Regions from separate parts of the Rattus norvegicus genome. Here all the other regions are linked to region 1. A link is a contact called in public Hi-C and HiChIP or PLAC-seq data. All regions are on one chromosome and are shown on one strand. The core of a region is the stretch at or near the end of the contact, and the rest is flanking DNA. Distances in the headings are between cores, read along the strand shown. Region 1 has its middle 67 kb from the start of Bach2. Region 2 overlaps Bach2 (BTB domain and CNC homolog 2). Region 3 overlaps Bach2 (BTB domain and CNC homolog 2).

Evidence for each region. A called contact is a pair of places that touch in the nucleus more often than the background predicts. HiChIP or PLAC-seq counts read pairs in DNA pulled down with a chosen protein or histone mark.
Region 2: a contact with region 1 is called in a Hi-C map of liver, with 5 times the contacts expected there. The contact joins two enhancer-like sites. A contact is called at or near these places in 4 of 12 Hi-C or Micro-C datasets (frontal cortex, kidney and liver).
Region 3: a contact with region 1 is called in an H3K27ac HiChIP or PLAC-seq map of oligodendrocytes, with 9 times the contacts expected there. The contact joins two enhancer-like sites. A contact is called at or near these places in 1 of 12 Hi-C or Micro-C datasets (mammary epithelial cells) and 1 of 1 datasets of contacts at active chromatin or transcription factors (oligodendrocytes).

Annotation. Positions count from the first base shown.
Region 1 is chr5:51,444,528-51,448,152 of GRCr8, reverse strand. It overlaps a transcript of Bach2 not described here. Among named protein-coding and RNA genes, the nearest start is that of Bach2, 67 kb to the left of the region's middle. Within about 2 kb of position 1,537, at least 63 of the 93 cell types and tissues checked have an H3K27ac peak or open chromatin away from gene starts, as enhancers often do.
Region 2 is chr5:51,628,597-51,632,542 of GRCr8, reverse strand. The region is part of intron 2 of Bach2 (BTB domain and CNC homolog 2); the gene reads right to left. Among named protein-coding and RNA genes, the nearest start is that of Bach2, 120 kb to the right of the region's middle. Within about 2 kb of position 2,267, at least 28 of the 93 cell types and tissues checked have an H3K27ac peak or open chromatin away from gene starts, as enhancers often do.
Region 3 is chr5:51,680,682-51,684,630 of GRCr8, reverse strand. The region is part of intron 2 of Bach2 (BTB domain and CNC homolog 2); the gene reads right to left. Among named protein-coding and RNA genes, the nearest start is that of Gja10, 120 kb to the left of the region's middle. Within about 2 kb of position 2,525, at least 37 of the 93 cell types and tissues checked have an H3K27ac peak or open chromatin away from gene starts, as enhancers often do.

The sequences.
Region 1 (3,625 bases), core at 288-2,787:
CCAGGGCTACGGAACGAGTCCTTTTCTTAAGGAGGGGAGGAGGGACGGACAGGATGCTGTTAACATGGACTAGCAAGGTGGTGACCCTGACACTGTAAGCATAAAGGCCAACAGGAACTGTTCCCTTCAGCAAACCCCACGCCATCTTGAAGACTCTTCAGAGTCCACTCTTTAGAGTGGTCCTTCCTTTCAGTTCTCGCTGTCCTCTCTCTTTGTCCAGCTCCCACCACACTGATCTCTGCTGTTCACTCTGGCCCCTGGGCACACACGGTGGTTGTGGAAGCAGATGTGTCATCTTCAACACCAACCGCAACCTGTCTCTAGATAGCCTGCCGTGGACACAAGAGTTCTGCTTAACAGAGCCCTGCAAGAAGAGCGGGGCCTGCAGTGTGTCAGTGCAGATTTGTTCAAAATGCAGTTCCAGAATAAATTTTAAAAATTTCAGAACCGAAATATAACTCACAACTGGGAAGCCGTGCAAAATAAAAATACACCTGAAGTCTCGGGGTAGGAAACAGGTTCGAAGAGCTTTAAATATCAGGCTGAGGAGTCTGTGTTTTTTCTGTGGGCAGAGAAACACGGCAGGTGGGGATTAAAACTGGAGACCCAAGGAGCCCGTTCATTCACTCCCTCCCTCTTTCCCTGAGTGGCCCTCCTGTTAGCCTGCAATCTAGAGAAGCGCCAGGAATAAAAGGAGCAGACAGCAACAGAGAAGCATCCCATTAAACCCCAAAGTACCAACGAGAAGGTGTAAGACAACAGATCCATTGTAAAAGAAGTTTCCAGGAGGCAAGACTGACTGGCATAAAACTGCACTCAATAAAATAAAAACAAAAACAAACAAACAAGCCAAGATCCTTCTGTGAGATGCTCAGTGGCTGAGAGCAGGTACTGTAGGAGAGACAGTCCCCAGGAGCACCCCAGTCACACCTACCTCACATGCACACATCCATCCATTCATACATTCACACATTCATTCAGTTATATAATCCTGCTGCAAATGATGTATTTATTTACTCCTTATCCTTTTATCCTTCCCTCCTTTCTTCCTCTCTTTATAAAACCCTATAGCGAGTGCTGTCTGAAGGATTCCTTTCCTCCCTGACCAGGCAGAGAAGGTGTGAAGGCCTGCTCAGCAGCTCAGGACAAAGGGGGAAATGGTTAGAGAGCAAAACAGTGTCAGCGATGTGAACAGGCAAGCTCCTCCTGAGCCTCGAGATCCCCTTGTTCTAACTGCAGAGTCTTCTACTAACAGAAGGGCCCGCAGGGAAAACCAACCGAACTAGCAGGAGAAAGAAGGCCCCATGGATAGACTGGAGCAGGCTGGTGCGCAGGACAGCAGCAGCCCTGGCTGTGGAAGCTGGCGGCGTGCTTCCTCTCCGCCATGGCTGACTCTCATTTTCTGTGAACCCCCTTGCTGGAATCCTTTGACGGTGACTCACAGGGCAATCGGGCTACTCAGCAAGCCCACAGCCCTTCACAATAGACTGTGTAGGAGGTGCCCAGATCCTGGCGGCCTGTGGTCTGTTCAGTTTTTTCCTTTCTGCCTTCTGGGAGGATCTGCTCTTCAGCCACATTTCCCTCAAAACACAGCCCCAGAGGCAACGCTTAGTGCACAGATTTCTGAGCGATGAAATAATCCACTTTGGTTTCTTAGTCATAATGAAACTAAAAACAGTGAGACAAAAAAAACAATGGGGTCACCATCACACCTACAAAAACACGATTTCATACTCCAGTGACATAAAGAGGTCGGGAGGGGGGGTGGGGGGGAACTCAAACTAACATTTTCCAACCTTTCACTGAGAGCAGGGGCTAAAACCACATGTTTTGAAGGGCTCACACTGTGTTATTATTAGAAGTCACAATTCTATTGATACTGATGAGTCACCCCTTATCGGCGGAAACCGAGAATGTCCATCAGCATATGCTTCAGTCACTGTGGCTTTCTCTTTATTACTGGTCAGAGAGCCCTCAGGAAACTTCTCCGGGGTACCAAGAGGCTCTGTTTCAGCCCCTGCAAGGCTTTTTCCTGTGACAGCTCAGCTCGTTTGCATCATCCTCTGGGAGTCTAGGATGATCTGATCAACTCCCGTCCACAAAAGGAAGTTTGGGTAGCGACCTCAGAAAAACAGCATTTCACACTTTCCGATGAAATACCCAAACCGAGCTATGTAAACAAAACCAGCAAAGGGAGTCAGCTAAGTCAGGTGGCATCATCCTGACCCAGGGCTAGACGCTTTGTTTTTGTTTTTACATCAAGAGCCAGCAACAGATGCAAACAAAGGCTGTGGTCACCAAGGGACTGGCCTGCTAGTCACACCCCCTTACTGCCCCGCCTCCTGTTTCTGCTGCCCACAGAGATGTGGGCCAGGTCTCTGCAATGCCAAGGAAGCCCCACTTCCAATTTCATGAAGTCCTTGGGGGGGGGGGGGCTAAGTAGTTAACAGCAGGACCTCTCCTTACCCATGTGTCTGGGTTTGAAGGTTCCCAAAACAATAAAGTGAAAGTCTTATTTTCCCAGATAAACGCTATTGTGTCCTACGCTGCTTCTGCAAAGGCAGGCAGACTTCAGCGCCTGCTTCCCTGCCCGCCCCGCCAGAGGCTGTGGTGGGTAGAGGGAAGAAGACTGCCCATCAGTTCGCAGTGATCACAGACCCACAGACAGTGACCTCCCATCCCTCCCAGGCCACGCTGGCCCTGAGCACTGCAGAGCGGCCCAGGGAGCCCCACGGCCCCGGGGCACATGAGTCAGCAAGCCGCTGGTGGGAACTGCTGACTGCTCAATACTGGCATTCAGAGGTACACTGTGGGGCGAAACAAAACTGGGACACACAAGACTCTCTGCCGCCCCCCCACCGCCCCCGCCACCACCCGCTTATTATTTTCCTCTGTCAGACCAAAACATGCAGAGAGTCTACACCCTGGCTCAAAAAGAAGTTACGACCAATAATAATCAGTAGTGGTAATAAAAAAAAAAAACAACAAAAACACAAAAAACAAAACAACTCACTCTCCGTGTTTCAATGTGTGGAACAGCTGCATTCAAATCTCTTGAGCCGGTTAATTTTAACTGGCTTTAATTTTAACTAGATTTAACTGCTTTTCCTCTCCTCTGACAAATCAAAATAGCCTGCCGTATCGACCACAAGAACTGGTAACCAAAGCACGGTTCCTGTTTTTCGGAAGAGACTTGCACTCAAAGCCACAGATGAGGTGTTCAACATATGTGGGAATTGAAGTGTTAAATGGGGGAGACTGAAACTCAGACACTAACTCAGGCCCCGTGGCGCCTTTACATGGCCATCCCATGCCAGACTCTGACCTACATGCCCTCAGTTCTGCTCTCTCACTCAACACAGAATCCCAAAGTCCACGTGGAAGGTCTGGTGTTTGGAACAGAGAATGCATTTCCCCCAAAGGCGAGTGCAACTTGTCCATGAGGGAGCACGGTGGGGACAGTCCATGCTACACTCCAGCCTTTAAGGAGCATTCCAGGTTGTGCCGCTTACAGGAGGGGAAACACTACCGCAGGCAACGACAGCACCAAAATAATGAAGACAGCCCCCAACCCCCACGCCCAAGCGGCTGAGTCTGGGAAAATGTCTAATTAGCAGAGAAGGAA
Region 2 (3,946 bases), core at 1,018-3,517, 180 kb before region 1:
CTTTTCCCTGGCTCATTTACAAGGATGAGAAGGAGTAAAAAGGAAATGCCGCAGATGGCGGACGGGAGGGAGGGAGGGGCACTTCCATACTCTCTGTCATTTGTCTCCGAGGTAATTTATCTTGCTTGGGTGAGATTTCGGATTTTCTCAGAAGCACCAGTCGGAGGCTGGTGCCTCCTCAGGAGCCATGCCCCGGAGGCTCTCTCAGGGAGCTGCAGGTGATGAGAGATGCCTACGACTGTTTTTGTTGCTTCTCAAAGAGATCACCTTGGCTTCTCTCCGACCCTCCCAGAAGTGACTCTGCAAGGATCTGATCTGATCCCGATTTAGAGCTGACAGGTGGTACATGCATAATTAAAGATGACCTAACACAGAATGCGCTCACTCCTGGCATGTTATCAGACACTTAAGCAAAGCAATTATCAGGAGGCATCCTTCCTGTCAACAGAGATGGAGTCGAAACATTTCTTCAGTCAGGAGGAGTCTGCAATGGGTGCTGAATACAGGGATCCACAAACATGTTAAACTGGCAGCCAGAATAGTTTAATCGTATGTTTAATACTGTGACAGAGCACCTCTGGCCAGTCAACGTATGCGCCCCACCCTCGTCACATATTCCATATCAAAACTGAGACAATTCTGGGGTTCTGCCAGAGACACTGGCCTGAGTTAACAAGGGTGTAGGTCTATACACCAGGCCTCCCTTAAAGGCTCAATGCATACATAAAAACAGGTTCAACACTAAAATGTGTTCAAAGCAGGACTTCTCCTTCCCCATCCTCCAGCAATGCCACAGTGTTCAGAGAATTATCATCAAGCCCTAAAGCCTCATTACGAATCTAAGCAACTTAAAGTACCCCTTTATTCATTTGGAAGAAATAAATATTATTCAAAGAAAGGAGAGGGGTGGGTGAGATGCTCAAAAGGGACCTGCTGTCAGTCCTAACATCCGAGTTCAAGCCCCACGTCCTACATGGGAGAAGGACAGAACTGACTCCTGCAAGTTGTCTTCTGACCTCTCTGCATGTGTTCAGTGACATGTGCATGTGTGTGCACAGCATGCACACACACACACACACACACACACACACACACAGAGTGTAAAAAAAAATCAAAGAAAGAAGGCTTTCTTTTACCAAACAGATGGAGTTTCTACTTCAGGTAAGGAGGGGCGGGGAGACACGATTCAACGGAGCACTGTGATTTCTATAAATTATAGTTTGCACTTATATAAAGGAATGCACTTTAGTGTTCCTTAGAACAGAAATTGTCTGAATGCCATAGTGAGACAAGCAACTTTCCTCTCCTAAAGGGCTGTTGAGAAGGTAACAGGCATTGGAACCCAGGCAGAAACTGCCTTCCCCGAGACAGAGAACTTCCCAATGTTTGCAGTGCATAGTTCCCCACATCTCACAAGAGGGCTCATTGTTTAAATGCTTGCGTCCTTAAGTCATATCTGAACAATGTCTTCACTGTCCACTGTTACATGCCTGTGGGATCTCTGGTGGAGGGACTCTGTCCTTTGCATGTTTTCCTCTCTCATCTGCAGCAGTGGGGACCCAGGAACACAGCCATGCAAGGCAGCAGGTGTCACAGCACGAACACTGGCGTGGCAATATGAGTAAGGTGCTGGTGTGAGTAGGTTGACATCTGATGATGAATCCTGGTCTACAGAAGGTGCCGCTAATGCAGCCCTCAGAGGACAGCTGAGGAGTCGCTGGTGAACCAGGACTTCGACGGGACTCATTGCCTTGCAAGATGTGCCTGACTCAGAAGCCAGTCCATTCAGAATATTAGGGAGGAAACACCAGGTGTCCTTGGGGAAAACAGAATCAGGTGGCAGGTAGTGGGATCGTTAATGGGAGCTTCAGCAGGACGCAAAGCCCAGCTTCATTATATTTCTGGGAGCCAAGAATAGGTTCTGAATGAGTACAATCCTCCACAGACCTATTCCTCCTTAGGAGCTCCCCCTGCTCCCTTTCCAATTTTAATGCAAGAGAAAGAAGAGAGAACAGTCAGACCTGGGTAGGGCAGTGGGAACAAAGGAGGCTCTTCAGAATGGAGAGAAGCTAAAAGCATTTTAGATGCTGTCAAAGCTCTTTCACCAGGGTTCAGCTCACAAGAGCCTCTGGGTTGTCACCAAGAAGCCAGGAAAAAAAAGCCATGGAGTCACTTTGTGGTAAACACCAAGACACACACACATACAATTTCCCTGCTGATGCTGTGGACAGAAGGAGCGCACAGATACAACGTGCGTTGAAATGAAACATGATGGAAACAGGGACATGGCAGTGCGGCCGAGGCCAACTTCCCACACAGTAGCTGATGGGTAAGCGGACTGTGAGCCCAGGCTTCACGATGGCTCACCATGTGAAGCTTTTACACAGACGTCGCTTTGGAATCACAGGCTGACACCCACACCCGTGCATGGTGGGGATGGAGCCCAGGGCCTTCCTTGCATGTCCTGTGGACGTACTCTATAAGCTGCACCAGAGGCGCAGGTATGCTTGGATAAAATAGAAAACATGTCATATTTCATCAAGTTCTCTTCGTCCTGCCCTCCAGAACCTCGTTTTCCATGGTGGATTTACTAAGTCCCATGATGAAAGGAATAAAGTCTGTAACTATAGCTACAAAGCACAGAGGAAATCCCGCCCCTGATACGGCATTATTTTGGAAAGAGTAAAATTCAGTTCAAAGGACTGCGTCTGATGTCTAGTGTGAGCTACTTTAGGAAGATGGTGGGACACCTGCCACGTCAGCTTTGTGGAGGCAACCTGCAGAACCCATGTTCTTCATGTGGCTTGTCCCCCAGGAGGCTGTTTAGGGGTATTTTGAGAAGGACAGGGGTGACACACTGCTGAGAAGGCCATGCTGATGTCTCAGACTACTCTTTCCGGAGAACAGTTACTTCTAGCCAGCGAGCGAGTGACTATGATTGGCTTCTTCAAGGGCTTGCACCCAGACCCCAACCAGACAAAAGGAGACCAGCGTGTGCTCAGTAGGTGAGGCGATGACCTCATCCTCGATGGACGTTTATGCTCCCCTGCCCAAAAATGCTAAGACAGATCAACCCATAAAGTCCTACTTTACTGCAGGGGGACAAAAGGACACAGTGTGAGAAAAAGAGTTCTTCTGCAATCCTCCTGCCTCAGTCTCTCCAGTAGCTGGGATAACAACATCTTCCACCTGATCACGGCTACCACGTGTTTTTTATGACAGTGGGGCTGGAAGTGAGATGAACAGTATTACCGAAGGGGGTGGGGTTAGATTCTCACAACAGAGAAAATAAAATAATGGTGAACGTACATGGACACCCCCAACCCCCATCGCCCACCCGACTGTAATGGCAATAATAAGGAAAACCCAACACTGACCAGATCACAGAAATCAACTTACACTCACTCCCTTATGGCCAACTGTACTTGCCTGCCACTTCTATGAGCTAACAACAGAAAAGAACACGACCAGGTCCCGCACAGCCAGTGACGTGCATCCTGCAGTTGACTCTACGGTAACATCTTCTGCTTTGTGCTGAGAGCTTTCTCCTTTTCTCCTCTCATTCCAGTACAATGCCTTCAGGTCTGCCTAAGTAATGTAATTTATTGGAGTGGAATTCCCTTGGTGCCCCGTGCAGCACTTGGTGACAGTGTCATTTATACTCTGGTGTCACGGCCTGACACTGATACATTGGCCTTCCTCGCTTATTCACGGCAGAGCATGCAATTTCACCTTCCGCTGCGCCCTTCTGCAGCCGGCATGTGCAGATTTACTCTATTCAGCCCTAATTACAAGCCTTGGTTGAAACGCTCTCATTAGATTTATATTTCGTACTCCAAATGTCAATCTTATTGAGAATTTCAGTTTTTTCTGAGGATTTATCCATTAGCCATAAACTCCAAAGCATTTCATGACTGAGAGCATTAAACGACCAACGCGGACACGC
Region 3 (3,949 bases), core at 1,276-3,775, 240 kb before region 1:
GGATTGAGACTCTATAGTAGGTAGGAAAATTCTGGAAACATTCCAAGGAAAAGAAGACTAATTAGAAGACAACAGAGCAGCTGGGCAGATGGCTCAGCAGCTAAGAGCACTTGCTGCTCTTAAGAGAGGACCTGAGTTTGGTTCCCAGCACCCATAACAGAGGTTCATAACTGCCTGTGATGTTACTCTAGGCTCCAGGAGATCCAATATCCTGTCCTGGCCTCCAGGGGTTTATATGCACATGCCCACATGTCTTAGAGTTTCAATTGATACAACAAAAACACCATGACCAAAAATCAAGTTAGGGAGGAAAAGGATTATTTAGTTTACACTTTCACACTGTAGTCATCATCAAAGGAAGTCAGGACATGAGGGCTACCTACTGTATTGAGCTTAAAAATTATGACAGGTTATATGGAGCAGGCAACCCTGAAAACCTGGTTGAGCAATGATGTTCTAGGAAATAAATGACCAACACTCTAAAGTCACCAGAAGAAGGGATTAATAAAGGGCGTGTCATTTTCCAAATTTTCTTCTGGGAAACCTATTATCATTGCAACTGCACCGAGACAGAGTTTTGCATTGCAGAATACAAGGCCATAAATGCAGTGAACTATGGAAGGGACGAGAATCCAGAGTGGAACTGAGGTGTGACAGAGAGAGCCGTGGCATTGACCCACTCTGTGAATGCACACAGTCTGCTTCCCTTTGTCCGAGTCCAGGATCACAAAATGCAGAGCATGGACTACAAGCCCAGCTGTGATCTTGCAGCTCTAAAATCCTGTGGCGGTCCAGGAGGCTGTGAGGGAAACAGACCTAAGTGATTGAGAGGGTGGGATGTTACCTTCTGGTTGACAGAAACTATTTTAATTAGGGCCTTTGAAGACAATTTATGAGTGCAGTTTAATTGTCACAGAAGTTGCATCAAATAAAAAGGAGAGGTGGATCTAAGAAATGAAGTAGACCGTGTACAAAGGTTTCTGTAGGGATGGGGGAGAAAGCAGGACTCTGGTCACCTGCTCTGCAGATCCCAAATTAGAAACACCTGTCAGGATGTGCCATGATATCCCTGGGGAGGGCAACAACCTTCTTGAACTAAAGTCTCTTTTAGGAAATGAGATCTCAGGATCAGAGAGCCTCTGGGAGTAACACGGAGAAGTGATGCTGTTGGTGGCTACGGCCCTCAACTTGGGTTTGTCCTGGGAACATTACCTGGGCAAGCAAATGTGAACTGAAGAGAAGTCACCAGGGAAATTCAGCTGAGCTCCCACTGAGGCCTGACTGGGGTCCTAATCACTTTAGAGGAGGACAAACAAAATCATGTCCCACGAGGAAGCTGCAGCCATTAATAGTGGCAAAACAAGGCAGAGGGTGGATAATCCTATTCCAGGACTCAAACAAGGCTGCAGAGCTCCTAGAGAGCTGGGGTGGGAGGGTGGTGGTGTCTTGAGGACCTAGCCTTTTCCTAAGGGAGCTGGCCTTTGAAAAGAAGGGATACGGCCATATATGGAGTCCCAGTTGGCAAAGAATGTTATAAAAGTCACATCCACAAGGATATCTGCTCTTCTGGCTAAACCATCAAATCAGATTTGAAGACATTTAAACAATATCAACTCTGTTCAGCAAACTGTATAAACTGAAGTCTATTTTGGGGCAGTTCTGGGGAATGAATCCAGGGTCCTCCACACACTAGATGTCTCAGTTAGGTTTTTATTGCTGTGATAAAACACTGTGATCAAAGCAGCTCAATGAAGAAAGGGCTTGTTTCACGTGGGTGTCCACATCGCAGTTTGTCACTGAGGAACCTGGAAGCAGGAGCTGAAGCAGAGGCCATGAAGGAGAGCTGTTTACTGGCTTGGTCCTCATGGCTTGCTCAGCCTGCTTTCTTATACCACCCAGGATTATCCACTCAGGGGTCTCTACCCCTGAGAGAAGGGGCCCACCCACATCTCATCAATCAAGAAAACACCTCATAGGCTAGCAATCTGATGGGGGCATTTTCTCAATTGAGGTTATTTTCTTCCGAAATGACTCCAGCCTGTGTCAGGCTGACATAAAAGCTAGCCAGCACACTAGGCAAACACTGAAATCCATTATCACAAAAACGGTTGCTAGACCTTTATTTAGTGATTTTTTTTTCTGCACGTCGTTACCTGATTGTGGGTTAGTTCTTCCTGCTACAGTTGTCCCATTGTCTTCCTCTTGCTCTTTACATCTCTGACTGTATCCACCCTCCCCGGGTCTGTTGGAGCACAATGGGACCCTGTTCCTGCAGCCCTTTCATCCGTCCTCATCACGGGTGTTCTGTGAACTCTCATCCGCCCTGGGCTCTTCCTTCCCTGTGGAACTGAAGAGCACTCCCGTTCCTAATGTTAATTAAGCAACACTTGCTGCCTAATGCAACAAATCGGCAGGGATCGCAGGATCTAAGAATGAAATACTTCACGGTGCGGGGAGCAAGCATCCCAGAATAGCATGCAGGAGTCTGACAGCCAGTCCTTTACTCTAAGCAGTAGACAGTGTGTTAAAGTATGTAGACATTAGCTGGAGTCAGATTGTGAGGAAGCTTTCCAAAGGCTCTGGTTTGGGTTTTGGCTGATCTCATTCTTCCTGGATGCCAAAAACCCCAGCTGCACATGTGCACAACACACACACCCCAATCATTTCCTCATATGGTTCGGCAGGAGAAGCTAATTACTACTCTATTCTCGTAGCATGTTCATCCCCTCAAAAGGAGCTACGGAGGCCACGCTCCTCTCAGTCAAGCAGGCCGCATTAATGAATGCAGACTCACTTAGGAGCTTTCCCACTCTTCATTCATTACTGCAATCATATTCAGATAGTGAAGTGTCTAACGGTTCTTGTGTTAAAAGTATAATTCACAAAGTTAAAAAAATCCACAGTGGGAAATCGGAAAAGCTGCAATTCACAAAAAAAAAAAAAAAAAAAAGAAGAAGAAGAAAAAGTAGAACGTTAAATTTTACAGACAACCTGTCATGTCTAGAATGCTTGGGATGAAAAAAAAATTAATCTGCCTTGCGGGTGAAGAAAAGGAGTAAATTATAAACCATTTCACTCGCTGCTTCTCCACGTTTCTCCCAGAACCAGCGCATTAAGTAAATACTTCTGTGAACCAGATGCTAAATGATTTAGTCATTGCTGAATGAATTTCTGCTTTTATCAAGCATTTAAAAAGTTATTTACTATCAATCCATAAGAGCTAGTTTTTGGAGGAGGAAGTTTACAAGTCTACAGAGACTTGCGAGTACATGGAACTACTGAAATGGAGTCGGTGTTCCTGTTGGACCCGGAAACATTTCCGAAGTACACCAAACTTCCCACTGAAAGAGGAAAGCTGTTCAACTTCAGTCTTTCCTAATGCAAGAGTGAGCGCTTGTTGTGCTTGTCGCTTAATGTCGCTAGCACCTTACACAGGTAACGGGAGGGGCCTGGCATGGCACAGCTAAAACTGTTCCTCTGCTTTATTTCCTCAATGCTCCCATCTGCCTGTCTTCTGCTTGGTGCCGAGGGAACAGAAATTTAAGGGCGCTGCTAAGACTGGATCTATTGCAATCGTATCACGAAGTCCTTTGGAGTTCTCAAAGGTTCCCTAGTTCAGTATAGACGTCCACTTTCTTTGACCTTTCAGGAGAACTTGGATTCATTAGCACCTTAGTGACAATGTCTTTAATTAATTAATTTATTAATTAATTTATCTTTATTGCACTGTTGAGAATTCCACCCAGATTTGAACACGGAGCAATCATGAGAAGCTTTGCATCTTTGGGGGTTGTTCCATTTGATCTTTTGCACAGATCAAAATAAAGAGAGATTCTAAACTCCAAAGTATCCAATGAGCAAGTGGCCGCTCATTCTGACTTCATATTTAAAGTGGTGTGAGTGAAGAAGCAGAACCCGACAAAGACGCTGCCCTGGAAAATCTACTACG